Linked DNA regions of Mus musculus: all the other regions are linked to region 1. A link is a contact called in public HiChIP or PLAC-seq and promoter capture Hi-C data. All regions are on one chromosome and are shown on one strand. Each heading gives the region's core, a stretch centred on a gene start, on an enhancer-like site or on the middle of the called end of the contact. The rest is flanking DNA. Distances are from core to core; before and after follow the strand shown. Region 1 holds the start of Tbx3os1 (T-box 3, opposite strand 1). Region 2 has its middle 23 kb from the start of Med13l. Region 3 has its middle 3.8 kb from the start of Gm30746. Region 4 overlaps Med13l (mediator complex subunit 13-like).

Region 1 (3,663 bases), core at 163-2,662:
CACTGATTTCTCTGTCTCACACCATCAGGCTTAGGTCCCCTTCAGCCCCAGGGACAAGGCTGAAGAGTAGAAAGGGCCTGCGGAATCCTCCCGGGTCTCCCACTGCTGTCTAAGAGGGGCTTTAAGGTCTGTCCTGGGAAATAAAATCCAACAGAAAGAACTAAACGTAAAGAATATTTCAGAATGGCTTCACAAACGGGCTTCCTGCAACAAGGTGATTTTCTCGAATGCTGCAGAAGCCGAGTGCGCGGTCTCCTTCAATGGAAAACACCCTGTATTTTGTAAGGAACCCCGGATACGAGTCCCTAGGAACCATACTGAGGGCCCGGGTAGGCTGAAACTTCCTGACCCTTAAGGCAGGGCCCTGGAGTCTCCGCATATTTGGGGGGACAGGAAGTTTTCGTTTCAAACGTCAACAGTCAGCCAGAATCTACTGTTTTAAGAGTCAGACAAAAGAGATGTGAAATTTTTCAGATGGTTTGGGGGGAGGGGTCCCCCACTGATTACTTACTTACCTTCCTGACTTCGTGATGACCATCTCTGTACCCCGCTTGTGAAACTGGTCCCAAAGTTCCTTGGCCTCCAGGTGCACCTTAGGGTCATCTTCTACGTCTTCTTCGGGTTCCATGGTCTTCAGAGGCCTCAGATGTGCCTGGGGTCCCAGGGATGAGAAAGGGATGCCGGTCTCAGCAGCCCCCACTAACTGATCCATGATGGGCTTGGCCAGAGCTCCGGGGAGCGAGAGCGCCGCGGCGCCGTTGGGAGGCAGCGTTAGCGCGGGGAAGAAAGGCGGCTGGTGGCCCAGTACCGCGCTCATGGCGAAGTCCGGCGCCCGGTGAGGTAGGAAGGGATGATAGGCCATGCTTGTCCCAGGGATAACCGGATCTCTCATGGAGAGGCTCATCCACTCCAGACAGGGAACCAGTCCGCAGCTGCTGGCTTGGCTCCGCTTTTGTTGTTGCTTTTCAAAAATAATAATTAAAAAATTCAACAGCGACGCATAGTTTTGTTTAAAATAAAAAAGAGGGCAAATTACAAATAAAGCGTTTGAAAGGGAGGGGGAAAGTGTCTTTGGGGGGAAGAGAACGCCGCTTTTAAAGAGGACAAAGCGGCAGCAGATCTGGAGACATAGCCGCTGCAGGGGCTGTCCTGGTGCGTGGAGTGTGTTGGAAAAGCCGCTCCTGGAAGTCGGTTTCAGTAGGGCAAGCAGCAAGCAGGGGCTCGACTGGCGCCCAAGCCCTGTGGCTTAGCTGGAAATAGACACTGCAGCCCTTTCCCGGGGTGGCTCCCCGGCTCCCACGCTCTTTGTTGCCAAAGCGCAAGGTTCTCGGAGACTTTTTTTTTTAACCTTTTTTTCGACTCCTTCCCCCGCCCCCTAGCTCTTCTCTGGCTTTCTCGCAGGAGGCGTCTTAGTTGAGCTAGACTCTGGCTTTCACAGGCAGCGAGATCAAGGGGGGGAGGAAAAGTCTCTCCTTTAAAAAAAAAAAAAAAAAAAAAGCGATTTAAGCCCCTTTCCAGCGGCGCTTTCAAAACTAGAACTGCGAAGCTGGCTTCGGTTCGCGATCCTCCTCTCTGGCTCCGGGCTGCGCGCAGAGTCTGGGTGGCGAGCGAATGGTGCCTGCGATCTTCTGCCTCGGGGAGCCGGCTGTCTTCCTTGTGCTAAAAAAACGTGAGCGAAATCGCTTTCCTAAAAATAATAAATTAAAAAAAAATCAGCGTCCGGGCACGCAGGGCGAGGGAGGATCAAGAAGACGGGTGCAAAAAAAAAAAAATAGGAAAGAAGGAAGAGAACGGAGTGATTGGGAGCTGGAGTAGGCAAGTAGAGGGAGGGAGAGAAAGAGAGAAAGAGAGCGAGCGAGCACCTCGCCACCCTCCTCCGCCTCTAGAATTCCCCGGGCGTCTGCTCGGCGGCTCTGGACGGTCCGGCAGCGCTGTGGGCTGCGGGAGCCCGAGGCTTGTTGATTGGCTCTTTGACGCTTTCGGACCAATTGTGTGGCTGCATAGGCGTGGTTTTCACAGGTCGAGTGCTGGGGGAATAGAGCCGAGTTATAAAAAGAAGGTGTCGGAAACTGGAACGTCGCTGCGCCGCGCGGTACTACGGCCTGTCCTGCGTTTATGTCAACATGATCAGAGGGGAGGGCGGGGAGCCACCAGGGCGCCGCGCGCTCACCAAAGTCGCCTCTAGGTGGCTGATCCAGAAGAGAGTTCGCAGCAGCCTGAGAGCTCGCCGCGGCTCCTCAGCTCAGCCTACGTCTGAAAGGCCTCAGCCATCCAAGCCGGGGGATCCGGGGAGGAGGCTGGGCCAGGGAGGAAGGGGGAGGGAGCGAGGGCGGGAGCCAGGCAGCTTGCCCGGCTTCCGAGGCGCCGGGCAGGGGCGCTCGCCTCTCGCGCGCTCCGAGCGCTACAGTTCAAGCCCGCGGCCGCTTCTCTTGTGCGGATCTGCAGCTTCTTCCCTTTCCCGGGCCCCGGGCTAGCCGAGCTGGCCGCCGAACCTCTCTTTCGGCCAATAAGCCTTAACAAAAGCTCCAGGCTCGCGTAGCTCTGAAGGGAGCCCCACATGGAACCGCCCAGCCACCTCTGAGTCAGATCCTCTAGCTCCTGCGCCCGGGTGCTTCGGATTCCCGAGCCACTAGCGCAGGGGATCCCACCAATCTTTCTGCCCGCTGCCTGCTCCCCACCCGCAGCCACGTGCAGAGACCCAAATGCCCCTTGGGATTCTGGGCCCGAACGCGCGCCGACATACTGAGACCGAGCCCCCACGCGGAAAAATAAACCACGCAAATGCATTCAAGGCCTGCGCGCCTGGCCCAGTCTACGCTCGGCTCGCTCCTTTTTTTTTTAAAAAATGTATTTACTGACCCTTTTGAGCCCAGCTCCTCTTCCATTCGGATGACGACACCAGTGTTCCACCCGGATGGGGGTGTGGGTGTAGAGAGAACGAAGCAGCTGAAACAAGTGAGCGCCTGGAACTGCGGGCCTGTCTCCTGAGAGCCTTTGCCCTCACCTCCGGGCCAGCTCGGTAGGGAGCTGCCGCTCTGGGCTTGGAGAGCTGCTCGGGGGGAGGTGCACCAGCCTCGTATCTTCCTCAGGCATCACACTTATCTCTGGGTGCCTCCGCTCCTGCTCTATCCTGGGGACTTATCGTGGCAGACGTCGGGGGCGAATTTGTAAAACAAACCGTGAAACGTCTCCCACCCCCATTTACCCCAGATGTCGGGAGACTAAGGTCTCCGCTCATCCTAGGGTGGGGAGGAAGGCCAACTGATCGATCAGACTTTGGTTGGGTGACCCTGTAGGACTCCCCTCGCAAACCTGCAGTCCTTGTTTGTGGGTAAAGGCGAACTGGGACATTCCAGTTTAAATGGAGGGCAACTTAGCAGAATTTTTAGTTTTCCTGGGACAAGACCTTTGCTTGGAAAGGGAACAGAAAGGAGGCTGGGTTTCCGGGCCTAGAGATTAAGCTTTCAATGTTTCCGTGTGGACCATTTGCGCCTAGATTTTCCCCCTGGGGGCCTCCCCCAACTCCTCGCCCAGGACCCCTTTCCCAACTGCAGGTTCAAACTAGCAGCTATTGGGTGAATAGGCAGTTCCTTCTCCCAGGTAGGGCAGAACATTTGAGGCCACGAGCTTTTCCAGTCTTACGTGTTTTGATGTACAAGGTTA
Region 2 (3,556 bases), core at 269-2,768, 1.1 Mb after region 1:
GGCTGGGGTAGGTGACCCTATGAGGACTCTAAATGAGAACAAACGGTAGTGGGGAGAAAAACTGAAGCTGAATTGGGGGTGGAAGGTGAAATGAAAGTGTTACAATTAGCTAATTGGACCCAGTTCTTCTGGATACAGGCTTATCTCCCCCACTGTGCACAACGCTCCTCTCTACATCAAAGACCACCGCGTGCCTAGAGAATTGGAAACGATGTTTATAGGGTACTTTGAAGATGGAAAGTACGGTTTAAATGCTAAGTTATTATTATTACTTTAAATTTGAAATACTTTTTGGGAGGTGGGAGTTTTTAATGTGTTTGTAATTCTTATGATGGGCAGGAGCAAGGCTGTGTGGCTAGGATGAACTCAAGGAGGCCAGAAGCACACCCTATGTACCTCGGCAGCCTCGAGGAACCTGGCTCAGTACCTTGTCCTCTGTGATTGTGTTTTCCGGGAAGATGAGGGCTGTCAATCAGAGGCTGTCAGTTTATGTAAGAACATGTCTTGGGGATCTAATTGAAATACGCGATCTTTCCAGGCAGAGTTGATGGAGTTATCGCATTACAGATTTTATTTGACTCCAAGTCTCAATTCATTCCTTTGTATAGTTTCCAGTTTTCTTCATAAAACAGAAATTAGACGGAGTCTTGACATTAGAATTTCACAAAAAAGCAATCAAATCCAAATTACTCCGAAGAAGGAAAGGGCTATAAAAATGACTAAACAAAATGGAAGGAGGGAAAGAGCCCCTTCTGGAAGCCCGGGTTCATGAATTAATTTTGCTATTTGGTCCTTGGGACAAATCCAACTTAATTTAAAAGGTTGCCAGACAGAGAACACAAGGAAAAACTTTTGAGACTGTGGTTCAGAGAGAAATATTACAAAGTTTAAAAGGTTTTATTTACTTTTCTCTCCTCCCTCCTCCCCTCTTCTCTGCTTCCTCCTCTGCTCCTCCTTCTCCTCTTCTCCCTCCTTTTCTCCCTCCTCCCCTCCTGCCTCTATCCCTCCTCCCTCCCCCCACCTCCTCTCTTCCTTTGCATAGAACTCAGACAAGGGACTGGTTGGTGGCTGTCCCTTGGCTTCCCCCTGACCCAGCCGGTCATTTCTCTTTCATGTGTTCACCATGTTCTAACAGAAGGTTTTTTCTTTCAAGCACTGGAGAGGGGATTTTTTAAATTAAAAAATCATCAAAGCTTAAGTGACTCGCCTGACATAAAACTTGGACCCAACCTGGAACAGAGGCCTTGGGCCTTTTCAATTTCCTATGCTAACCAAAGCCCGAGCTGGTTTTTTTTTTTTTTTCCCCCTCTAATAATGAAAGGCACACAAGGTATCGAGTTACTAAATGGCTTTTAGCCTCTTGAAACTCAAGCGAAGGAAAATCTCATTAATCTGAACTCTGCTAATAACGGAATTTGTTACAATTCGACCTGGTTAAACTGCACTTTACCGTGGGATTACCCAAGAAGGCAAGTTGACCAGAGAGCAGCCATGCTAGAAGGTTGCTCAGGGCAGGGCTTAGGTGCAATCTCATCTAAGAAGTTGTCTTAAATCACTCACCATCTCCCTTTTCTAAATCAACCCTTGCCCAACCCAAAAAACCACAATTCAATGCTGACTTGATCGAAGGGGAAACATTGTTACCCAGAAGCCCTTTCGCTGCTAAATTCTCCTCTGTCCTTGGGAGAAAGAAAAGTTTGCCCCAGCACCTGGGAAACTGAAACAGGAGAAACACTTAAGATGAGGGGTTCAGGGACATCTTCAGCTGCAGAGCGAGCTAGAGGCCAGAGGTCAGCCTGGATCGCATGAGACACTGTGTGTGTGTGGGGGGGGGGGGGGGGGACGGACGGAAAGAAGGAAGGTAGGGAAGTGGGAGGAAGGAAGGAAGGAAGGAAGGAAGGAAGGAAGGAAGAAGTGGGGATGGGTGGGGGTGGGGTTCCTCCTGGGAGGCTGGGGAGATAGTAAAATTGTTTCCTATGCAAGCATGAGAATTTCAGTTCAGTCTCTCCAACTGTAAACAATCAGGGCTAGGAAAGTAGACACGAGAGGGTTCCAGGAGCTTGCTGTCCTGCTGGGCCAGCTGAACTGATATTGCAGCGAGAGACTCTGTCTCAAAAAATAAGGTGGAGCACAGTTGAGGAAGACAGCTCTTCCACCCCCCAGACAGATCTGCCTGCTCCCAGCAACCCTTATGAATGAAGGAGGCTTTGCTGAAGCAGGAAGATCGGAGGTCTCGAACTGCAGGAGACAACTTCTTCCCCCTCAAAGGCAGCAGACTGCACCAAGCACTTTCCGGTTTCTTCTCACTGTGCTTGGAAGCAGTAAGTTCTCAGGGCACAGCCCTACTGTCTGTGAAGGTAGTCTGTGTAGCCAGAAGAAGTCAGAAACAGCTCCCAACACCGCTGGCACCAAAAGACAAGTTAAGATGATCAAGGGAAAAGGAAGGGAACGTGAATAAATGAACTGATGACATCTTGCCACTTCAGGAGAGGCTGTGGGTGTGAACCAACATTGAGGCAGGGACTAGTGCCTCAAATTCTAAGCTAGCCTGGGCTACCTACTGAATTCAAGGCTATCTTGAGCTATGGAGAACGGATATATATACACACACATATATCTCCTTTTTCTACACATATATATACACACAATATATATATGTAGGTGAGTGGATAGATATGCAATCAAGAGAGATGAATGGACATGAAGATTTAATAAATGTGAATGTGGATGGATTAATGGGAGCCCCATCCTGCTAAGCAAATGTCTCGCCCCTTAGTTGCAACCCCAGCCCTCCAAGCTCAGTCTCCTAGATCAGTGGAACAAACCCATTTCTAATCCACTGCCTTAGCCACCTTCTTGGCTACGATTTTCACCTCTAGCTTCCTCTGGTCCTTGTAGCATCTATGAAGCCTGGTTGTCAGGGGCAGATGACTAGAACTGGACCTGGTGGTAGCTAGGTCAGTCATCCCAGCCATGTGGCAGTCTGAGGAAGGAGGATTGAAAGCTCAAGGCTTTCCTGGCTCACAAAGCAACTTCAAGGGCAGTCTGGGCAACTTAATAAGACTCCAAGTCAAAATAAAGACTACCAAAAGGACTGGGCATGTGGCTCATGATATGTAAACATGAGGTTCTAGGGTCAGCCCCCAAATTGAAAAATATTTTTAAAAAAAATCCTGGACAGCCCAAGGCTCAGATGTCAGCTCAGCTCTGACCCTTTGTAACATTATGGTTGTGAGAAGGAAATTCCTCTCTTTGAGCCACAGTTTTCCCATCTGTAAAATGGGAATTACCTACAGTGGCATGTTTGTGAAGATTAATGGAATAAAGTCATCATATGTGTGGTACCCTGTGTGACACACTGTAAGCATCTAGGTGTGTTTACTTGTCTTAAAGATTTACTTATTTATTTTTATTTATTTATTTATTTTTGTTTGTATTTTTCAAAATAGGGTTTCTCCGTGCAACAGTCCTGGCTGTCCTGGAACTTGCTTTGTGAGCCACTGTATGGATGTGGTTGCTGGGAATTGAACTCAGGACCTCTAGAAGAGCAGTCAGT
Region 3 (3,889 bases), core at 1,369-3,868, 1.2 Mb after region 1:
TGTGAGTATATGTGACTGTGAGTGTGTGAGAGATGTGTCTGAGTATATGTGAGTGTGTGAGTGTATGTGAGTGTGTGAGTGTATGTGAGTGTGTGAGTGTATGTGAGTGTGTGAGTGTATGTGAGTGTTAGAGCGTGTGTGAGTGTGTGTATGTGTGAGTGTGTGAGATTATTGTGAGTGTGTGTGAGTTATGTGAGCATGTGTAAGTGTGTTAAGAGTGTGTGTGAATGTATGTGAGAGTGTTTGTGTGTGTGTGTATGAGAATGTGTGTTTGAGAGTATGTGAGTGTGTGTCACTGTGTTATTCCAGTGCTAAGAGACAGGCACAGGTAGATTCTTGGGGCTTGATGATCAGCCACCCTACCCTAATTGTCCAGCTCCAGGTTAATGAGAGATCCTGTCTCAAAATCCGAGGTGGTTCCTGAGGAATGAAACCCAAGGTTGACTTCCTAGCTCCATATGCAAGTACACACACATACATGCACACACACATACATACTCACTAACACACATATACTCATACATACACCCATACATACTCATACACTCTCACAGAAACACACAAACACACACAACCCTTAGAAAAGAAGCTACATTAAAAGGGGGTGATTAGATTGTTTTTCAGGAATTACTGCCTTTCACAAGAGAGTTTATTCCTGCAACCATAAAGTGAAGCCACCCCTTGTTATGTCCTTTCTATATGAACCTGTCTGTCTTTCTGCCAGCCTTCTATAGCATAAGACCCTCAGCAGATACAACCCTCTGATCCTGGACCTCCACCTCCATAACTGTGGGCTGAATAAACCTTTGTTCTTTCTAAACGACCCTGCCTCCTGCCTTCTGTGACAGCCATAGAAAATTGATGGAGACTCTGACTTGTGCAAAGAATCTCCCAGCATGTGACTGATCTATGGGCAATGAGTGGCAAGTTTGTTGAGCAGAAGAATCTTTGCTGCCTTGTTTCTGCCACCTGGCTGACAGTCACCTGAAGATGTGTTTCAGACCCTGGAGATATGGTGGCACAAGCCACTGTGGCTGCAGGAGATGTGCACTGTCGTTTTATGTTTCCTAGATCAGAACCAAGCTACAGCCCAGGAAACACCTGTTTCTGTAAATAAAGTTTTATTAGACAGAGCAATGCCTATTCATTTATCTATAGTTCCTGTTTCTGGGACAAAGTTGAATGGTTGCCGTGGGGACTGTGACTCACAAGCTTATTTACTATTTGGCCCTGAGCAGAAAAAGTTCACCAACCCAAGTGAGCCAGACAAAGAACCTAAGTTCAGAGACACTTAGCAACTTGCTCCAGGAACATCAGCAAGCCTAGGACAGCCTGGAGTGCCAGCCTAGAACGCCAGACTTTTAAGGGAAGTGCTTTGTCGATACCTCAAAAACCACCCTTGCTTTTGTCTCCTGGGCTGGTCTTCTACAAGGCTCTCCCACTGTTGCTGCCTTCTTGGGAGCTCCAAGGCAGCAGCTGGTGGCAGGGCTAAGGAGCACCTGAAGCAGAAAAGAGGCGGAGGAAGCCACTTCTTACAGAGTACAGCCGCGGGCTTGTTTTCTAAACACTCACTTATCAGCCAGTAGCCCACAATGAGGGGGTCCCTTGCTTAGCTGCTCTGCTGGGCCCCACTTCAGGGAGGCTGTGTCAGGGATTACACAAAGCAGGCTTCCCTCTCCGACTCCGGACCACCCCCTTGATGCAGGAGACAAAATCCCCCCCCCCGCCCCAAATCCCCACATCTAGGTGGCTCTATAGGCTCCCTCACTGGCCCATTAAGGTCCCCAACACCCCACGTTGGGGCTCTCACCCTGCCCCATCTTTACTGCATAAGACGGAATTAGCCCCTTTCTGTTTTTTTTTCCCTCTTTAATAAAGCTGTACTGTGTCCCGACGGTCGTACCCCCACTCCACCCCCACCCCCCGAGCCCCGCATTCCACCCTTCTGAGTCCTCTCCTTCCCGGGCTTTAGGAAATGTCTTAGATTCTCTCACTGGGGTGTAATGGTTAAATTGCTACCAGCTGATTAAATAGCGGCAGCCCAGGCTGTAATCCTTAGCATCCAGGAACCCGGGAAGGCAGAGCCCAGCGCCCGCACAGCCCCTCTGACCCCGCTTGGCCCCGCCCAGCTTTCCCCCTTTCATTTGTTCCAGCTGTTAACGGAATCCTCTGGGAATCCAGGGGGCCAAGGGAGGAGGATAGGGTGGAGGGGAGGAGGGACAAGAGGGGGATGTTTGGGCTCGACCCTCCAGGCTCAGCTCCAGGAGTGTTGGCCTCTAGCCCTGCCCCTCCAAAAACCACAAACACACACACACACACACACACTCATCGCTACACACAAACCTCTCTCACACGTCACACCCTGACACACCCCACACTCATTCACCCCTCCCTCTCTCCACCCCCTCACACACACTCATACCAGACTTACTCACCCTCCCCCACATACACACGCACATCACAAACCCCTACACACCCCACACTCGCTCATTCCCGACACCCTCTCTCTCTCTCTCACCCCCCAAACCTCCCTCCACGGCACACCCACCTTTGCTCACTCTTTCTCACATACACACACAGCCACCACTTCCCTGAACCCTGCACAGTCACACACGTCCTCTCACGCGCAGAAGCGCACCCTGCACATTAACTCAATGTGTGTACACAGACACCCGGAACATGGGTTCACACCCTAAAACTCCTTCCTGCTTTCTATTTTGTAGCAGGAGGACCAGAAGAAGGAGGGTCCCTTAAAGCCCCGCCCTTTCCTCCTAGAAAATCCCTCCCACTTCTAACCCCACCTTCCAAACAGGGACGGATGGAAGAGCTACCCCCACCCTATCTAGATTCAGGGTCAAGAACTCCAGGGATGCCTTGCTACGAACAGCCCAGGCTGGCCTTTTAAACTCACCAATTCTCCTGGCTCTGCCTCCTGAGTGTTGGCATTATAAGCATAAACCACCTTGCCAGGCTAGGGAATGGGGCCTGACGCATGGACCAGGACAGTAGCCTTGCAAAGTGGCTATAGGGATGAGGTGAGACAGGAACAGAGTACCCTGACCAGCCTGGCATGTGTTAATGCTTATCCAAGAGGTTTGCAGAAGGATGGGGTGCATACACCCCAGAATCATCTTCCAGTGCAAAGCTCTGAGTCCTAGACTTTCTGCCCTTTTAGACTAGCCTGGGGCCAGTGCACGCCCAGGTGAGCTGAGCCTGCACCAGCTTCAACCAGCATGCAGCTTGCTTTTCTGTCTGGTTCCCCGTGCTGTCAGTGCTGAATCTGAACTAATAATAGCTGGGCACCCAGCATCCTTGGGAAAGTTGACTTCTGTGGAAAGTTCGATTGGGAAAAGTGGAGAGAGAGCCTGACCTTCATATCCAACCCTGCCGCATGCAGGCTCAGCAACCAGACAGAGAAGAAAATGACTAGCTGTGTGGAGGAAGTGGCTGCCAAGCCAAGCACTCCGCTCTCAGGACCAGCTCTTTCCCATTGCACAGGAGACGAGGGTCCCCCAAGCGGGTCAAAGGGAGAAGCTGGGACCATGTGTGGGGCTGAGGCTGGGCTTGCTTCTATGGCTGGAGACCTTCATCTTATTTGTCAATAAAGGTGAAAGGGAAGAAGAGATCACACTGAATTCAGTTCCAAATTTCCATCCAAGTAAGGTGTCCTTAACCGAAGGCAGGGATTTCACAGACACTCTGAGGCAGCACTCCGATTCCAGGAAAGGTAAATGAAGCCCCCCTCCCCGAGGACTGCAGGGGCCATTTGTCAAAGCAGCCACCAGAAACATACACTCTACCAAAAGACGATCCTATTTTACAGATGGGAAAAATCAAACCCTGGGGAGGAAGGAGAAGGCAAGATACATACATACAGTGAAGGCAAGAT
Region 4 (3,639 bases), core at 801-3,300, 1.0 Mb after region 1:
CCAGGGGCTGCACCCTTTGTGGGAGCAAGCAGTGTGCTGCCTGCCAGCCAGAGTTTGTGCAGACGTTGGTACATAACAGGAAACCAGGTGCTAGATGTGGAGTGAGTGCAGGCAAATTAGCAGAAGGGACAGTTTGAAGCTAATATTGTATATAATTAGCGTTTTAAAAAACAATTACTTTTTAGGCTTTCCATAGCATTACTGTACTTTACATTACAAATGTGCTACAAAGCGAAAAGGAATTCACACACATGAACAGTGAAAATACGATGCCACTATATGTATGCGTACACATGTACACACACACACACACACACACACACACAATTTTTGGTTTAAATGTACTCTAACAACCTAAATACTGCTATTGGGCTTCCAATCTTTCAAACTTGCAATTGGCTACAATCAATTCTGCTAAATCTCTTAGCAAAATCAAATTACTCTTTACCTTCAAGGAGAGGAATGTGTAACTTCTCCATGGAGTTAGTTTATTTTCTATTATCTGAACAAAATACTTTAGGTTCAATACAACGCACATCTATTGGTCCACCTTACAATGCTGCATTTGTCAGGACTCCGTAGAGAGAAACTCACCAAAAAACTTCTGGTAGTGTGCTGCAGTTTCTTGCCACTTCTGCAGACTCCAGCCAATTGGCAGAGTGATGTCAGCTGAGACAAACGCACATGCTGAGGCAAGACCCAAGGCAGGGATAAATAGGACTCGACTCAATAGACAGTGATGAAAAAGCAGCTTAGCGCACTTATACAGGTAGGTAGCTAGCTAGCTGTGCAACGCCTGTGGGTCTCACATCTTTGCTGATCTTCGTTTCTCTGAGGCATCACTGAGAACTCATGGTCCCTCCTGCTGACTAGCACTGAGGCTGAGGCCTGCCTGTCTCTGCTCGGCAGTGCCACTGCCTGCTATCTCGACTACGGAACTGGACTGTTGGTGCATCTGTGAAGTGTTTGGGAGTGGATCCAGCTGCTGCCGCTGCTGACCTGCAAACTTAACTGCAAATTTCCAGACAACACAGATGGGAGTGGCTCCAAAAAACCTTTCTTAACAGGTCCACTTACCCTGTATCCTTTCTTTTCCACTACTTCTAGTGGGTGGTCGGCTACAAGGGAGATTAAAGTGTTTAAGAACCATCATTAAAAATATGTTTTGGAAAAAAATTAAAGTTGCACAGCCTTAACAAGGCACCCACAGATGATGCACTGGAGAAAGCATGGGAGTAGCCAGGCCCAGAAAAGCAGAAAGCTAGGAAGGAGCTGCTGGCTCCAGCGGTGCTCTCCAAGGTCTTTCCAGCTCTGGCCCCACTGACCTGTCAAGGTGCACTGTGGTGTCAGCCTCTAGGACAGAAATTCAGGACTAGTCCTCAACAGTCTCATACAACCCGGAACACAAACCAGTACTGCAGTTCAATTGGCATTTGGAGGGCTAGCTTTGAATCTATGCATCATTTAAAAGCTTCTTCATGAAGAAAAAAAATGTATTTGCCAACTATTTAGCTTATATTACCTTGCTAATCACATGATGAAATTTTCTGTCAACTGATGTATGATACTAATTCTTCACTCCACGATTTAAAAGCTAGCTACGTTATTAGACAGCACACCAATCAAGAAGTACTTCATTAGTGCTATTTAATCTGAACCAATCAGCAAACTTTTTGAATTTCCTATAATATTAGGGAACAGGTCAGGTTGCTGAATAATTCATTTATTTTGCATACAATTTTCTGCATATTACATACGAAAATTTTTAAACTTTAATCAACTGTGCTTCAAAAAGAACAGAAACACAGAAGAATCCCTCTTGCAACCACAGTGCTGCCACGATGACTGGACTGAACATCAGCCACAGAAGAAGCACAGCTGTGAGCACTCTGAGCTCGTAAGTACTCGCCCACAGTAAACCACGCTCACAGTAAACCACGCCTTGTCCACAGCTCGCTTGCTCAATCACTTGGAAGCTTACTTACCCTGGGGGATGGCAGAAAGCACTACTGCTGCTGGCAGGCCATCCTAAGTGTACCTGCCCCTGGGGCCACATTTGACTTCTACTTCTACTGCACTACACCAGCCTTCTGCCTCCAGCTTCACATCCTCTGCCAGCCATGCTTGCCTAACCTGGGCCCCTTGAACCCAGGTGAAGCCCTTTCACCTTCCCTCCCTTTGATCAGCCACAACAACAGTTAAGAACAATGTCTGTCTCTCACCTGTCTTCTCGCCATTGCAGAGGGGACAAGTCAGCCTGCACAGACACAAAATCTTCCACTAAGAAAAAAAATTACAGCCCAGAAAACACTCAATCCCATGTTACTCAGCCCATATGCAGAGATGTGTGTGTCCATGAGCTGGGCCGTGTAGAGTTCAACACACGCTCCACCACAGAGCTACTCCCCATGAAGTGAATCTCCTCAAGTTTACGGTGTTAAAACAGCCAGCTTTAAGTTATGAGAGCCCACCCCAGGAAGGCGCATTTCTAAGCAATGTCGCTGATGGTTCACCTTCACAACACAGCACTTACTCTAGGTCCAACTCCACAGGTACCATTCACTATCAACAAGGAAGGACACTTTGTCACTATCACTTCATAATGTCCCACCAATCATGGTTGGTAAAATTAAATTGTAGCACATCAGTACAGGTGGCTGATGAGATTTCTTCTTCCATATTCCACAGGATCAGCTACAGCCACACCTATAAAAGCTCAGAAAACTTTACTTTTTTGGAAAGGCAGGGGTAAAGAGACAAGAAAGAAAGAAAGAAAGAAAGAAAGAAAGAAAGAAAGAAAGAAAGGAGGGAGGGAGGGAGGGAGGGAGGAGGGGAGGGGAGGGGAGGGGAGGGGGGAGAAACCCTTCAGGTAAACATTGCAGAATCACTGCCCAAGGACCTCAGCAGCTGACCTGATTTTCTCCCTGTCCATCAGCATCAGTGTAACAGCTCTCCTCAAACATCTCAAACTCATTCATTTACATCAAACTGTGATTCAACAATTTTTAAAACTGAATTTGTGATTTTTAATCAAGCATAATTTAGATGTGTATGAACTGATTATAACTTTAATTTGAAAGACAATGTTTAGAAGGTTTATTTTGTATCCGAGGACATTCTAACTGGACAGTTTATACTGTGGGCAGAGCCATAATGAGATAGGTTATGACCCCCTCCCCTTTAGTAGACCCACTTTAAAAAGGTGACGAGATGAAACTGAAAGACACAGGCTGCCCTCAAGTGATATTCTTCCATCTGCCCGACGCCCCTCGCATAAACAGGACAGGGAGGACATTTACCTCAAGGTCCTTACCAAAGCTCAGCCCCACTAAGCACCATAGCAGTGCTTTCTCCACAAGAAATAAGAGATGCTGGGATCATGGGCAATGCTGGTTATCCAAGGCAACAATCACATCCATATCTATCTATCTATCTATCTATCTCTCTCTCTCTCTCTTTCTTTGTTTTTTGTTTTGTTTTTTTTTTTTTTGAGACAGGGTTTCTCTGTGTAGCCCTGGCTGTCCTGGAACTCACTTTGTAGACCAGGCTGGCCTCGAACTCAGAAATCCGCCTGCCTCTGCCTCCCGAGTGCTGGGATCAAAGGTGTGTGTGTGTGCGCTTATGTTTAATAAGTACACC

Evidence for each region. Promoter capture Hi-C pulls out the DNA fragments that hold promoters and counts their contacts. HiChIP or PLAC-seq counts read pairs in DNA pulled down with a chosen protein or histone mark.
Region 2: an H3K4me3 HiChIP or PLAC-seq map of embryonic limb bud shows a contact between it and region 1, with 8 times the contacts expected there. The contact joins the enhancer-like site here to the promoter of Tbx3os1 in region 1. A contact is called at or near these places in 5 of 39 promoter capture datasets (the 3T3-L1 cell line, embryonic stem cells, hippocampal neurons and 2 more) and 3 of 115 datasets of contacts at active chromatin or transcription factors (astrocytes, embryonic forebrain and embryonic limb bud).
Region 3: an H3K27ac HiChIP or PLAC-seq map of extraembryonic endoderm stem cells shows a contact between it and region 1, with 7 times the contacts expected there. The contact joins the enhancer-like site here to the promoter of Tbx3os1 in region 1. A contact is called at or near these places in 2 of 39 promoter capture datasets (hippocampal neurons and liver), 4 of 115 datasets of contacts at active chromatin or transcription factors (astrocytes, embryonic stem cells, extraembryonic endoderm stem cells and 1 more) and 1 of 9 other capture datasets (adipose tissue).
Region 4: a contact with region 1 is called in a promoter capture Hi-C map of liver, with 3 times the contacts expected there. The contact joins the enhancer-like site here to the promoter of Tbx3os1 in region 1. A contact is called at or near these places in 6 of 39 promoter capture datasets (the 3T3-L1 cell line, 3T3-L1-derived adipocytes, the HPC-7 cell line and 2 more), 2 of 115 datasets of contacts at active chromatin or transcription factors (astrocytes and embryonic midbrain) and 1 of 9 other capture datasets (adipose tissue).

The regions. Positions count from the first base shown.
Region 1 is chr5:119,669,257-119,672,919 of GRCm38.p6, reverse strand. It overlaps Tbx3os1 (T-box 3, opposite strand 1), which reads left to right and starts at 1,412. Exons shown (of 4, transcript NR_166476.1): 1 at 1,412-1,669. Tbx3 (T-box 3) reads right to left here and starts at 1,687. Exons shown (of 8, transcript NM_011535.3): 1 at 516-1,687. The coding sequence starts at 904.
Region 2 is chr5:118,536,308-118,539,863 of GRCm38.p6, reverse strand. No RefSeq gene overlaps it. Among named protein-coding and RNA genes, the nearest start is that of Med13l, 23 kb to the left of the region's middle. Within about 2 kb of position 1,518, at least 6 of the 459 cell types and tissues checked have an H3K27ac peak or open chromatin away from gene starts, as enhancers often do. A contact at or near this core is called in embryonic limb bud, where this site is marked.
Region 3 is chr5:118,463,875-118,467,763 of GRCm38.p6, reverse strand. No RefSeq gene overlaps it. Among named protein-coding and RNA genes, the nearest start is that of Gm30746, 3.8 kb to the right of the region's middle. Within about 2 kb of position 2,618, at least 261 of the 459 cell types and tissues checked have an H3K27ac peak or open chromatin away from gene starts, as enhancers often do. A contact at or near this core is called in adipose tissue and extraembryonic endoderm stem cells, where this site is marked.
Region 4 is chr5:118,662,527-118,666,165 of GRCm38.p6, reverse strand. The region is part of intron 2 of Med13l (mediator complex subunit 13-like); the gene reads right to left. Among named protein-coding and RNA genes, the nearest start is that of Med13l, 100 kb to the right of the region's middle. Within about 2 kb of position 2,050, at least 47 of the 459 cell types and tissues checked have an H3K27ac peak or open chromatin away from gene starts, as enhancers often do. A contact at or near this core is called in liver, where this site is marked.